Regions from separate parts of the Triticum aestivum genome. Here region 1 is linked to region 2. A link is a contact called in public Hi-C data. All regions are on one chromosome and are shown on one strand. The core of a region is the stretch at or near the end of the contact, and the rest is flanking DNA. Distances in the headings are between cores, read along the strand shown.

Region 1 (6,167 bases), core at 291-2,790, 700 kb before region 2:
GGGCGGAGTCGGCGGTGGAATTCCAGAGCACGAGCATTATCCGCTGTGTCCGTGCCGACCCGGCTCCATCCACCGATCCGTATCATTCGCTTCTTAATCTATCATGATTAGCAGCGGCAGCCCAGTAGCATCATTACGCTACACTTAATTCCCCATTTGTTTACCAGGGGCGACAGGAACGCCTCGTTGTATTCCTCGTTACTCCACCCCCGGCGCATTTGTTTATCGGGCGTCATACACGGAGAGGGATAAGATAGCAACGACGACGACGGCGGGACCCGTCCACTAGCTGCAGTTTCCTCCCCGGCCCGCCCGTCGCCGTCGCCCGCTTCCCTCACCCAACTCCACCCCGGCCTCCCCCCCACTTCCAATGACGGTAACAACCAATGCCCAGATTACAACTCCGGATATGGACGTGATCCTCACTATATTTGCACCCATCCCTTCCATCCCACTCGCTTGCTCCGGGCCTCCGGCCGCTATAATTGTTATCAATTGCCAGTGCAGGCAGGCGTTTTTATAAAGGGGCAAGTGGCCTGCTGGGTGCTGGCTGGATGGCGGGCCAGTTCGTCGGTACCCAAATCTCGATTTGGTGCAGCATATCGAGCACTGGCTGCGCCTGCTCAGTTCGTTAGTTATTGGAAGCGGCAGTACAATTAGAATATGATGGGCATAGTACTCCACAGCTCGATCGGCAGGAGCATGTATTGATTAGCGCAGACCGACCGGCGCCCTGTTGGATAAAACTAGAGTGGTAAAGCTGAGGGCCGGAGGGAGCAGTATTTTATGCGCCCGGCCACAACCATGTCGACTCACACGAGCAGATCCGGTTGATTCTGCCGCTATCGTCCAAACGAACGCTACAAATCAAGTACTTGTCCCACCAGGTGGTGTCTCAGTACAACATGCGCCTTGTTGTTCTTGCTGTTACGTGAGCTGGGTGTGGGTAAATGCTCGATCGGAGGTGTCTTTCTGGTGCTATTAACTGGTTGTTACTGCTACGTGTGCTCGGTGCAGGTAAATGCTCTGGGGGTGGTCGCGTGCGCCTGCCGGCCAGCGAGGCGGCCATAAACACGGCGGCCGTATGATGCCACATCGATCGACCACCGACAAAATCCACTCGCCACGCCTAGCTAGACCTAGACCCATGGCCTTGTCCACGGAACCGGTTGGCGAACGCGCAGCGGCGTACCCACCCAACTCCCCCGTGACGACGACTCCCGAGTCGCCAACCGCGGCCCCACGCGTGACGGATTCCTCCCCCGCCTATCTCGGCTCAACACGTCGCGTTCCTATCCGCCCCAGCCTCACCGACCTCCGTTTACCCCGCGCCGCCCGCCACCATCGCATCACGGCCGTCCGTCCATCCCGTCTCTCCGTGCGACGTAACGTACTACTACAGTACTGCGCTATCCATCCGCCAACCGATCTCACCGACTCGCCGTCACACGGACGCCTCACACCTGGACCCCGCGGCCTACTAGACCGACCGGAGCGGTACGGCGCAGTGGCGGGGACGGACGGACGTGGCGAGGGAGGGAGATGCGGTGCGGTGCGGTGCGGCAGGATAGAAAGCGGCGACAGGACGGGATTAGGCGCTGGTGGACGTCATTAGGGTGCATGATTAGCAGGAGATAATGGCGTTGCCGTCGCTGGCAAGCAAGTTGACGTCGCGGGCTTGTCCGGACACGGGAGAGGATGAGACGGGTGGATGGGCAGTGGGGATGCCGTGGACGGGGAGGGAAGCGTCCGCGTCGGCGCGCGTCACCCCGGCCCGTCGCCTCCGACGCCAGCCACCTAGCCGCCCCCGCCCGACTCCATCTCCATCTCCACCTCATCCCATGTCGGTGCGTGTGGTTGGCCAAATCGGTACGTCCACCAAACGTACGATGGTGCGTATGGCCGACGCCCCCATCATTGGCTATCTATTATATTGAGAAAAAAGCTCCCAGTGCAACGCGTACGCGAAGGAGACACCCACTCTTTCCTGCCTAGGGTTCCAGGACGGCAACGTGGGCATGCCATTATCGAAATGCCGTTCTCCGTGTTGGTGACCGAACGGTGATGTACTCGATCGAATTAGTCAAGAAAGTGCGGAATTAATCAACACGGAATTCTGGTTTTATGCCGTGCTTGACTCAACGTCTCGACGATTGGTCTGCCTAAGCTTTTGTTCCCTAGACTCGAACTCGATCATCTCGTGCGGAATTACCACTGATCGTGGACAATAATATAAGAGGTCCAGCTTGGCTGGTTTCGTGGGAGGGCTTTGTCTCGCTCTAGGACTCTTGACGGTCACGTTAAAGTACTTGCCCGTTACGTTCTCAGCTATTCACAGACATGCATGTAGCGGGAGGGAATCTTTCCATTCTGTTTAGAGCATGCGGCTTCCGGAAAAGGCGTGTGGACAAGTCTTCGGAAAGATGGAGTGTGAGAGCATCTCTAACAGACGCGTTATAAATGCTCGGCGCGAAAAAAATAATGGTTTTAGCACCCGCGCTACCGTTCCCAGCGCTTCAGCGGACGCGTAAAAATCACGCGCGTGGCATATGTAATTCAGCACGCACGTGGAAACGCCATCGCGTGCCGCTTATTTGCTGCGCCTTCTCCCGCACGCTGGACTCTCGAGCGCTCGCTCACAACTTCACCTACCCTCCCAGCCGCATCGCCGCCGCCCCGCGCCACCCCATTTTTCCCGGCGATCGTTCCGGCGCTTCTCCGGTCTCTTACCGCGCGGCCGCGGCTTCGTCCCTTTCTCTCTAGTCAGCGCCGGCCGTCGCTCGCGGCACTCTCCGACGAACAGCGCCCGGCCGCCCACCGCCACTTTGGTGCCCGCAAGGTGTTCGACAAAAGGCCCGCAAGGTATGTATTGCTTCCAACTTTCACATTTTTGCATGAAATTTGGTGCATTTTGTTTATAGCCTAGTTTTGAACATTTTAGATGAGTTCGGGCTATGACTCTTCTGAAGAAGAATTTGATATGGAAGAGGGGGAGGATCTTGCAATGATCCTAGCTATGCACATCAATAAAAAAACTGAAGCACAGTAGTTCGGTTATGGGTCGTCAAAAAATTTGGAGGGATAGGATTGATACCCACAACAGATTGATGAGGCACTATTTTGTGGAGAATCCCACATGCCCCGAGTCGCACTTTCGTCGCCGCTTTAGGATGAGCATCGAGTTGTTCAGACGCATTGCAGAGAAACTAGAGAGCCATGACCGGTTTTTTCAGCAGAGGAGGAATGCCGCCGGAGAGCTCGGGCATAGCACCTTTCAGAAGGTGACAGCCGCTTTGCGTATGTTGGCATACGGTATCCCTGCTGATCTAGTTGATGATTACTTGGCCATGGGTGAGAGCCAAGCCACCATGTGTGTCAAGCGCTTCGCAGTCGGAATTGTGCAAGTGTTTGGCCCGGAATACTTGAGAACTCCCAATGCTGAAGATGTCGCAAGGTTATTGGAGATGAACAAAGCTCGCGGGTTCCCAGGTATGCTTGGCTCAATAGATTGCATCATTGGAGTTGGAAGAATTGTCCAAAGGCATGGCATGGACAATTCCACGAAAAAAAGGGTTCCACTATAATCCTTGAAGCGGTGGCCAATCACGAGACTTGGATTTGGCATGCTTTTTTTGGAATACCTGGATCTTTGAATGACATCAGCGTTGTCAATCGGTCACCACTGATGAGTAAGATTTCAAATGGTGAATTGTCACCGGTGCAGTTTGAAGCTAATGGTCGTACATACAACCATGGCTACTATCTTGCGGATGGCATCTATCCAAAGTGACAAACATTTTTTATGCCGTTAAAAAAACCGGAAGGTAAGAAATATCTTGATTTTCCAAAATGCTCACGCGGCGGCTAGAAAAGATGTGGAGAGAGCTTTTGGGATTTACAAGCCCAATTTGCTATTGTGAGAGGACCGGCTAGATTTTAGGATCAGAAGATGCTTTGGTACATAATGCATGCTTGTATGATCATGCACAACATGATCATCGAGAATGAGCGTGGGCAAGATGTAGACTACTCTCAGTATGAGCTCTTGGGACATCCCGTGCGAGTGCGGCGGAGGGCTGAAAGGGTGGCCGGTTTTGTTGCCTCTAATCATGCCATTCGACGCACGACAGCGCATAATGAACCCAAGAAGAATCTCATTGAGGAGCGGTGGGCTTGGAATGGCCGCCGAAGATCATCATGATTTGTGCGTTGATGTTGTATTATTGAACTATTTGTTGTATTTCTCAAAATACTATTTGTTTAATGAGTTGTAATAAATTGAACTATTCATTTAAACTTAGTTGAATAATGTTTGTGATTTAAAAATTATATGCCATGTGTTTTGTTTTGTGTGATGAACGTGTTGTGTATAAAATGCAATAAATGTGGATGCGCGGCTGCTCTCGCGCGCTGCATTTTAACGCACTGCTGAAGCTGCGCGCGCGCTGCATTTTAGCGCGGCTGCTGGAGCTAGCGCCGCGAACCAGATTTTAGCGTGTTGCGCGTTGGGCGTCTGTTGAAGATGCTCTTAAAAAACAATCTCAACATTTTGTAAATGAGGGATATATCTTCTCCAAAAGAAGAGAAAACCATAACATCAAGCAGTCGATAATCAATAATTAAGGTACCAATTCCTTGCCAGTTAATATCATTTCCGCTTTGTGCTACTCCCTTTGGAGACGAGCACTGTGACTGAATCACCAAGCCCGGGAGGCGGGAAAGAAAGTGAACGTACAAGACTCCATCTCACTGCACGTACCTTCATCCGGCGTGCCGTTGCCGGCCACCAGGACAAAACGGAGCTGAAAGGCACCTTTGATCTCCACGCATGCGCCCCGGCTTTTCTTGACCCGAAGAGGGGACTCAAGAGATCCTAGCTATGGTCCTACTGGCCTCGATCACGAGCCAGACAGCCAGCCGGACACAACTCACCCGATCGAGGCAAAGCAAAGCGGCCGTAGCACTATAGCCACGGGTAGTCCCCTACAACGTTATTGTCCTAGGCTATAGCACCACTAAGGGCATGTACAATGCATAGCTTAAAGGTGATGCCTCACATGCCATGTAGGATCGGATATGACGTAAAGTTGGTTCGGATAGAAAAGCGGAACCTCTTCAGAGCATGTACAATGGTGGCATATAGATACATATGTCCCATGACAAAAAGTAATTTGAGGCATCTACATTTATTTTTTCTCCCCAATGCAAGCTACCACTAGTGGGCCTCATTAAAAAAATAGAAAATAAAGATTCTAGTATACATGCATCTCTACTTTTCACTCCAACCTTTTCAGCTTTTGTCACCGGACCACACTTTTTCTCTTCAAGCACCCGCCTTCTGGAGAGGATCCCGCTTTCCTATCCGAACCTACTTTACGTCATATCCGAATCTACATGGCATGCGAGGCATCACCTTGAGACTATGCATTGTACATGCTCTCAGAAGGCGGATGCTTGAAGAGAAAAAGTGTGATCGGGTGACAAAAGCTGAAAAGGTTGAAGTGAAAAAAAATGCACGTGTACTAGAGTCTTTATTTTCTAGTTCTTAATTAGGCCCACTAGTGATAGCTTGCATTGAGAAAAAAAATATAAATGTCTTAAATTACTTTTTATCATGAGACATATGTATCCATATGCCACCATTGTACATGCCCTAAACTGGATTGATCAAGTATGCCACTATGCTCGTGCCAGCAGCATCTGCGGCCGTCTACATGCATGTGGTCCAAATCCCCCTCCCCCCTTTCGCGCCCACGCGCGCGCGGCCGCGCAAGCGACAAGGCCGTGTGCCCGCGCGCCGGCCGGCCGGCCGGCCACGTCGTGTCTCCGCGGCAACGCCTCACATCAGGCGTACGCACACGTACCACCACGTAGCGACGACGGGGGGCCACCGTGTACCGGCGATGCCGCGACGTCTCACGCATGCGTGCTTCCGCAGGAAAAGGAAGAAAGATGCCGCGACGTCGGCGGGGTCTTTTGGTCCGTGTACGTGTCCCCAGGTCGATTGATCGGACGTACTGTACGTACGCTACGCTTAGATTTGCATGATTTAGCTTTGGATTATGGGAGCCGGGTCGGCGGGCCGCCAGCTAGCTATTCCCTCCACAATTATGCGTCGGGAGCGGCTGGCGAGTTCACCTAAAAGGAAGCAATTATCAGCACCGGCA
Region 2 (6,326 bases), core at 646-3,145:
ACGGAATGGCCCCGTCGCCGCGGTTCATCTCATAACCTTGGAGGTTCTGCGAGTCTGCTGCTCCAAGCATGTTGTTCCAGTACGCCTGCTGGTCCATGACAGGGTTGCCTGAACCAGACCCATGATCAAACCCGAAGACGTCAGCTAGCTGTTCGACAGAATTCCTCTGCCCTTGCATTATCGAAAGGGTAAAGGGGTGTCCTTCTACAGATTGTTCTGCAGCAATAGCATGTCAGATGCTGTTCACCTCTTCACCAGCAATTCAAGTGTGACCTACATACAAGTGTTGAAAACGCATTAGAAATTTTGGAACAGAAAATTCTTCTGAAATCTCAACATCCCTAGAGGGAAAAAAAAGAGAGGAAGTAGCAGACTCTCAGATGGTGGAATGCTGAATGCTGCTACTCCATTAAGGTTTGGCACAACAACAAAAAAGACGATCCCTATCAAAACACCGCGAATCCAGTCCTCTTTGCGGCCTAATCTATGACAGATAGCAGATATCTACACACATTCAGAAAAAAAAAGGTGCGCTTCTGGGAGTAGCCACACCCATAACCCCATTGCTATCTGGAAGTAAATGCACCCATCCTGGACTGAGATATCCAGCGATTCATCCGTGAGCGCATTAACCGTACGCCGAAGCGATCTTGGCGTGAGCCGCATTTGGTGAGGCGTGTGTGCGGATACAGTACACCAAACTTGATGGCGAGTTTGGCCTCTGCTCTGCTCTGCTGCTGTAAGCAAAGGTGGCCACTGGCTGCTGCGCTGATGCATGCATTATTATTTTCCGGCTGGAAGCAAGCAAAAGGTGATGCGCGCATTTTTTTAATAATTAATTCAATAAAATTAATGAATTAAAAGGGAGAAAAACACGGTGATTCCCACATTGCTTGCATGCGGCCTCAACAGACGGACGGGCTGCATGCAGACGATGGGGCTGGGGCCCACGGGTTGTGCCTGGGAGCAAGGCTTAAAAAATGGCCTCTTTTCTCGCGCATTTATTTCCCTTCGCTTTCGGTTTTGCGAAAGGATGCGGTAAAACCAGCGAAAAGTAAAGGAAAGGTAGCCATCCATGGATGGATTCGAGGAGCGGATCGGTTCTCCCGTCACGAAATCGAACGACCAGCGACGGGGGAAGCGATTTTGACCCAGCCGAGCAGCCCAGAACGGCCAGGAAATCTCTGCCTCGCGCACCCAAGAATGGGAGGAGAAATCATCATGAGGATGAAGAACTCTGTTCTACTAGTAAGGAAAACCGTGAATGTTTTGCCATGGCATAAGGCGTGCTCGACGAAGGAAACACGCGGCTGGATGGGCCATGAGGAATCATCAACAGGGAAAAAGAGACCATGTTTTGAAAGAACCAAGAACTCGAACGGGAGCGAAATGAACGAGCAGATTGAAAGAAAACAAGAAGCGAATAATAATAATAAACAGGGAGATGGAACAAAAACAAACCGAGAAGATTTTCAACGCCTCGCGAGAAGCACAATCCAAGCGGAGATCAAACTCGTTCGCATCCACCGTCTTGATTCCTGCCGATCCTCTGGAGCGAGGAGAGGGAGGAAGAATCGGCCCAGGAAACGGAGGAAGAACCAATCAATCCCTTCCCTGGAGGAAGATGGGCGGAGAGGGAGGGACGGAATTCGGAGAGATCGATGCGGGTGGAGAGGAGAGGAGCGGGGAGAGAATGGGTGGAGGAAAATCTGGCAAAGACCAGGAGAGGAGAGGGAGAAAGACGGGGGGAGGTTGGAGGGTGGTGATGAGAGGAGAGGAAGGATGGATGTATGTATGTAATGGAACGGGGGGAAGGGAGAGGGAGAGAGAGAAGTTTGGCCGAATTCGGATTTATTTATCTCTCTGCCTCACGCCGCACACTCTCTCTCGCTCTCGCTTTGGTCTTTGAGGGTATCTCGATCCTCCCCCACTAAAACATCTTTATAAATAAATGCTCTCCTGGAATTTTAATTGCTACTGCTGTAATGGAGTACGCCTCCTCCGAAAACGGCCAGAGATTAGCGTGGCCCGTCTATCTTTGCGTTTTCGGCCGCTTTTGGGCCTTTGGACTTTCGAGCAGCCCCCTCCCCCTTTCTTTGCATGCTCCCCCATCTCTTTCCACCCTTCTTTGCTCCTGCGTTGGACGGATATCCCTACCTATATCTCTTTCCTTTTGCTTATTAATGTACTCCCTCTGTAAACTAATATAAAAGCGTTTAGATCACTAACGCTCTTATATTAGTTTACAGAGGGAGTACGTATGTATATATCTATCTTTCCACCCTTTCTTTTCTTTTGCTTATGTATATCTATCTTGGGCATTTAATACTTCAAATCTGTAATCCAAGTGCCACGGGATATGCTGGGTTGTGTTCCGGAAGGCCCCCACAGAACACATGTCAGTACTACTACTACTATACATCATTTAAAAAAACAGGGGAGTGAAGGCCGGATGAGTAAATTTCTCTCTGGTCAGGGTTCGCCATTATTACATCATGCCATTTTTTCAAGGGGAGGGGGGGAGCCGCCGCCCCCGGAGCAAGACCCGTTTTGTGTCCGTAAACGAGGTTTGACCGCATCGACGCCTCTGCATCTGCATGAACGACGGCCTCCTCAGTTCATAAAAATCGCGCGGCCACGGCCACGCCCTTGGCATGCACGATGGCAGGAAAAAAGGCCATGCCGCCGAGTGACCGCAGCGCCACGTTTCGGCTCCTCCGCGTGGCTGCTTTCCTGCTCACCACCGGAGCATCTATCTAATCTAAACAAGAAGCCCACTAGATTTTTTGCATTTGCACAAGTCGCAAAGCGAAGGAAATGGTATTCTATCCTCGCGATCCTCTCGTCAGCGTCCCACGCACTCCCCTCATCCACAGCGCGCGCACGTCGTCGCCGCCGTCAGCGCCGCTGGAGCTAGCGCCGCCCGGGTCAAAAAGCCGGCGCGTGCGCCCCGTGGATCAGCGGCGCGCTCGCGTCCGTCCGTCTATCCCGACGATGTCATCGTGGATGCCGCACCGCCGCAGTTGACGCGCGAGCTCGGCCCGAGGATCACCGGTGCCATCACCCATCAGGATAAGCAAACGGCGCGGCCTGGTGCTTTCTCTGGCGGGGCTCGCTGGCGCCATGTGGCCGTGGTGGTGGTGGTGGTGGCGGTGGTGCCGGGAATATACGGCGGGAATTCGTCCGGCCGTCGCTTTTCTTTGCTTTGCCCCCTTATCTTGCGTACCTTGGTCTGGTTTCTCCATTTGGGTTGGATTCCCTGCGCTTTGGTGCCCCTGCTCTCCGCCTGCTTTGGGCTAAATTACGTAAAGAACCACTGTCGCGGTGGGGCCCGGCCCGGAGATCCCCGGCTTGTCTTTATGGCTGGCTGTTGCGCTTGCTGCTGGTAATTTGTCCTCTGGGCTATGGATGAGAGTGAAATGGAGGAATAAAGAAAGGCCAAGGATCAGTATCTGCTCACAAGGCCGAAGGAAAGGACTGGCTGAATCGGAATATAATTTGCCGGAAACAAAAGAGTGGCTCACAAGGCAGGCAGCATATGCGTGGGTTATTCTCGCGTACTGCCATTTATCCAGGCGTATAAAAAAGGACCTTCGTTTCACACATGAAGATGATTTCTGTTCACTAGTAAATTTAAAAGAAAACATATTTGAGGCTGTAGTTCAACATAGGACGCCGCCGGTGCACATCTGACGTTACTGCAATGCAAATCATCTCCGTGTGGACTGGATCACTAGCCATCCCTCGGCCCGGGCCTGGGTTCGCAAGGCCCGTCTCGAGCGTCGGACCTAAAAATCAGGTCGGGCCAGGTCGGGTCGGGCTTTTTAGGGCGCCTGGGCCTGGGTTCGCAAGGCCCGGCTCGGGCGTCAGACCTAAAAATCAGGACGGGCCGGGTCGGGCTTTTTAGGGCCGGGTTGGGTCGAGCCGACCGGGCCGGGCTGCCCATGGCTAGGTCTAATCACTAGTGCTAGAGTGTCCTAGACTGTAGCTTGTTATTTCACGAGGGCAAATTTGCGGATAAAATGTTCAACTTCTTTAAAAAGTGGCAGGATTCATGTCTTCATTAATTAAGAAGAAAAGAGATGCTCAATTAAATAGAAAAATCGGGCGAAAACCAGATTGCTCAGTTATTTATGTAAAACCGGGCAAAACCATCACAACCGCTAAGCGGCACACCACTCCAAGAAGGGCATCACTAAGACAGCACACACACGTTATCATCCTCACACCTTCCGTAGAGGCGTTATCGTCATCTCTAAACCCTGAGCCAATGACTCAGACTTCGTCGTAGGCAATCATTGACTCAACCCACAATGAAGAGGTTGTGTGAAATCGTATGAAGATCCGTGCCAAACTGAGGCACCAATGACCAGACAGAGCAACTCCGACTCTAACGGAGAGCTACGAAGGACGAAACCCAGCATGGTTGGTGCCAGGGAAGATCGCCGAACGGGCCACCTGCAGCTAGTCATCGTACACCATAGGGCCGCCGCCATAGCTTCAACTTCACAGCAACAAACAAACCGAGGCAACCCCACGGACACGCCGAAGAAGAGCTGACTACCTCAACCACTGTCGCATCGCCGACATCGCTCCCACCATCATGGTTGCCACAGAAACCTAGACGCCACAGCCACCGCCATGCACCAGTACCGCTCGACGATGCCGAGCTCCGAAGATGAATCCCCTAAGAGGGAATACGACACTGAGGCGTTGCCATTGTCTGATCATATATCAAGGATTTCACCCCGAGAGGTCGGATGGCCGGATCCACGTGAGAGGGGTGCGACAACAAAGCAACGATGCCTCCAAGAAGGTCAGCAACGACCGCAACTGCCACCATCGCTGGTCACGGCACAAGGCCACGCAGTATTTTCACCCAAGCTCCCACACCACCTGAGTTGCACATCTTCCCGCAATGGCGCCGGCAAGGCCACCAACCCACCACCACCATCGGAGCTGCCCATCGACGAAGAAGAAGCACCCAGATCCGTCGCAACCAACCGCACCTCGTTGAGGCCACCGGCGGCTAACCTCCAGAATGACGCGCCAGATCCATCAACAACCATCAGGACAGAGCACGAGCCGCCATGCCCAGTCGAACACCATGCCGACAAGGAACTGAGGAGCGTTGCTCGAAGCCAAGAACCACCATGGTTCCAAACCACAGGCCAACATCGGAAGCACCAATGCGCCCCATGCGTGCCATCGCAGCCGCCGGAGACCGGATCTGCAACACCCGCTATCGGAAGCGCCCTTCCTCGCCATTCCATCCCCCGACCCGCCACTGCTGCAAATTGGGCCTAAGACGACACATGTATCACACACCATTCTACGGAACAATGCGCATGCATCGCAAAACGGTAATGAAATATACTCACGTGCGCGACGGGCCATCCATCGAGCTTGATGTTTGTATGTAGATCATGTGTGATACGGGCACAAGGTAAACTATAGTTAGGCATCAGTGATATGTAGTTGTAACGCGCAAAATTGAAATGTTTGACTCATGTGTGTTGAAAGGCAAATGCTTTATGGTAATGATTTGTTTGCAATGGGCAGTAGCATCACACACGATGCATGATGTGAGTACTCGTGTGTAATGATTTAAAAGTTACACACACGGCGGTGACGAAGCAGATTTTTGTAAGATCCCTCAGTAGGGGTCCAAGCGCAGCTGGAAGTCGTGAATCGGAGGTCACACGAGGGGTTTATCCAGGTTCGGGCCTTCGGAGAGTAATTCCCTATGTCCTACTGGTTTGGTTATTCATAATGGAGGGATACCTTGTGCGAGGGGTTACAATCGTGTATGATGTTGCTAGCAAGAGTTTCTCCTATCTTAGGAGGGATCCTTAGGCGAACTCTAGACCTGAGAGGTCTAGGGTTTACAAGCTGGATATGATCTAGCATGCCGCTGGCCCCTAGTCTTGGGCGTCAAGAAGTTCTTCTGGCCTCCTAGGGTTAGCATAATGTCGCGAGCCTGTCCACCCCTTGTAGTTGACGAGGTCGGGCTCCTCGGTGCAATCCACCCCTGGTATAGGACCCCGTCAGTAGCCCCCGAGCTTGGCGAAGGTCGCGGTTAGGATCCCGAGACCTTCGACGGGCTCCTTCTTTGTCTTGCTTCTTAGGAGCCCGGATAGTATCCGAGTCTGATATGCCCAAGGTTGCGGCCGCCTTAGGGCGTTGATTAGATGTAGCCAGTAGTTTGTCGTGAGTATTTAAGAGTAGACCCAGCCATACTTATTGCCTCCATCTTCTGCAAAAAAGGAGAAAAAAGAGGAAACCTTTCCAGGACGACGGAAAAGTGGTCCGTTCCGCTGTGGGCG

Evidence for each region. A called contact is a pair of places that touch in the nucleus more often than the background predicts.
Region 1: a Hi-C map of leaf shows a contact between it and region 2, with 2.6 times the contacts expected there. The contact joins the enhancer-like site here to the promoter of LOC123047118 in region 2. A contact is called at or near these places in 3 of 5 Hi-C or Micro-C datasets (leaf and an unstated tissue) and 1 of 1 datasets of contacts at active chromatin or transcription factors (leaf).

What each region holds. Positions count from the first base shown.
Region 1 is chr2B:747,717,079-747,723,245 of IWGSC CS RefSeq v2.1, reverse strand. No RefSeq gene overlaps it. Among protein-coding and RNA genes, the nearest start is that of LOC123047119, 17 kb to the right of the region's middle. Within about 2 kb of position 1,540, at least 7 of the 8 cell types and tissues checked have an H3K27ac peak or open chromatin away from gene starts, as enhancers often do. A contact at or near this core is called in leaf, where this site is marked.
Region 2 is chr2B:747,013,110-747,019,435 of IWGSC CS RefSeq v2.1, reverse strand. LOC123047118 (probable E3 ubiquitin-protein ligase HIP1) reads right to left here and starts at 1,895. Exons shown (of 7, transcript XM_044470607.1): 1 at 1,462-1,895; 2 at 1-273. The coding sequence starts at 178.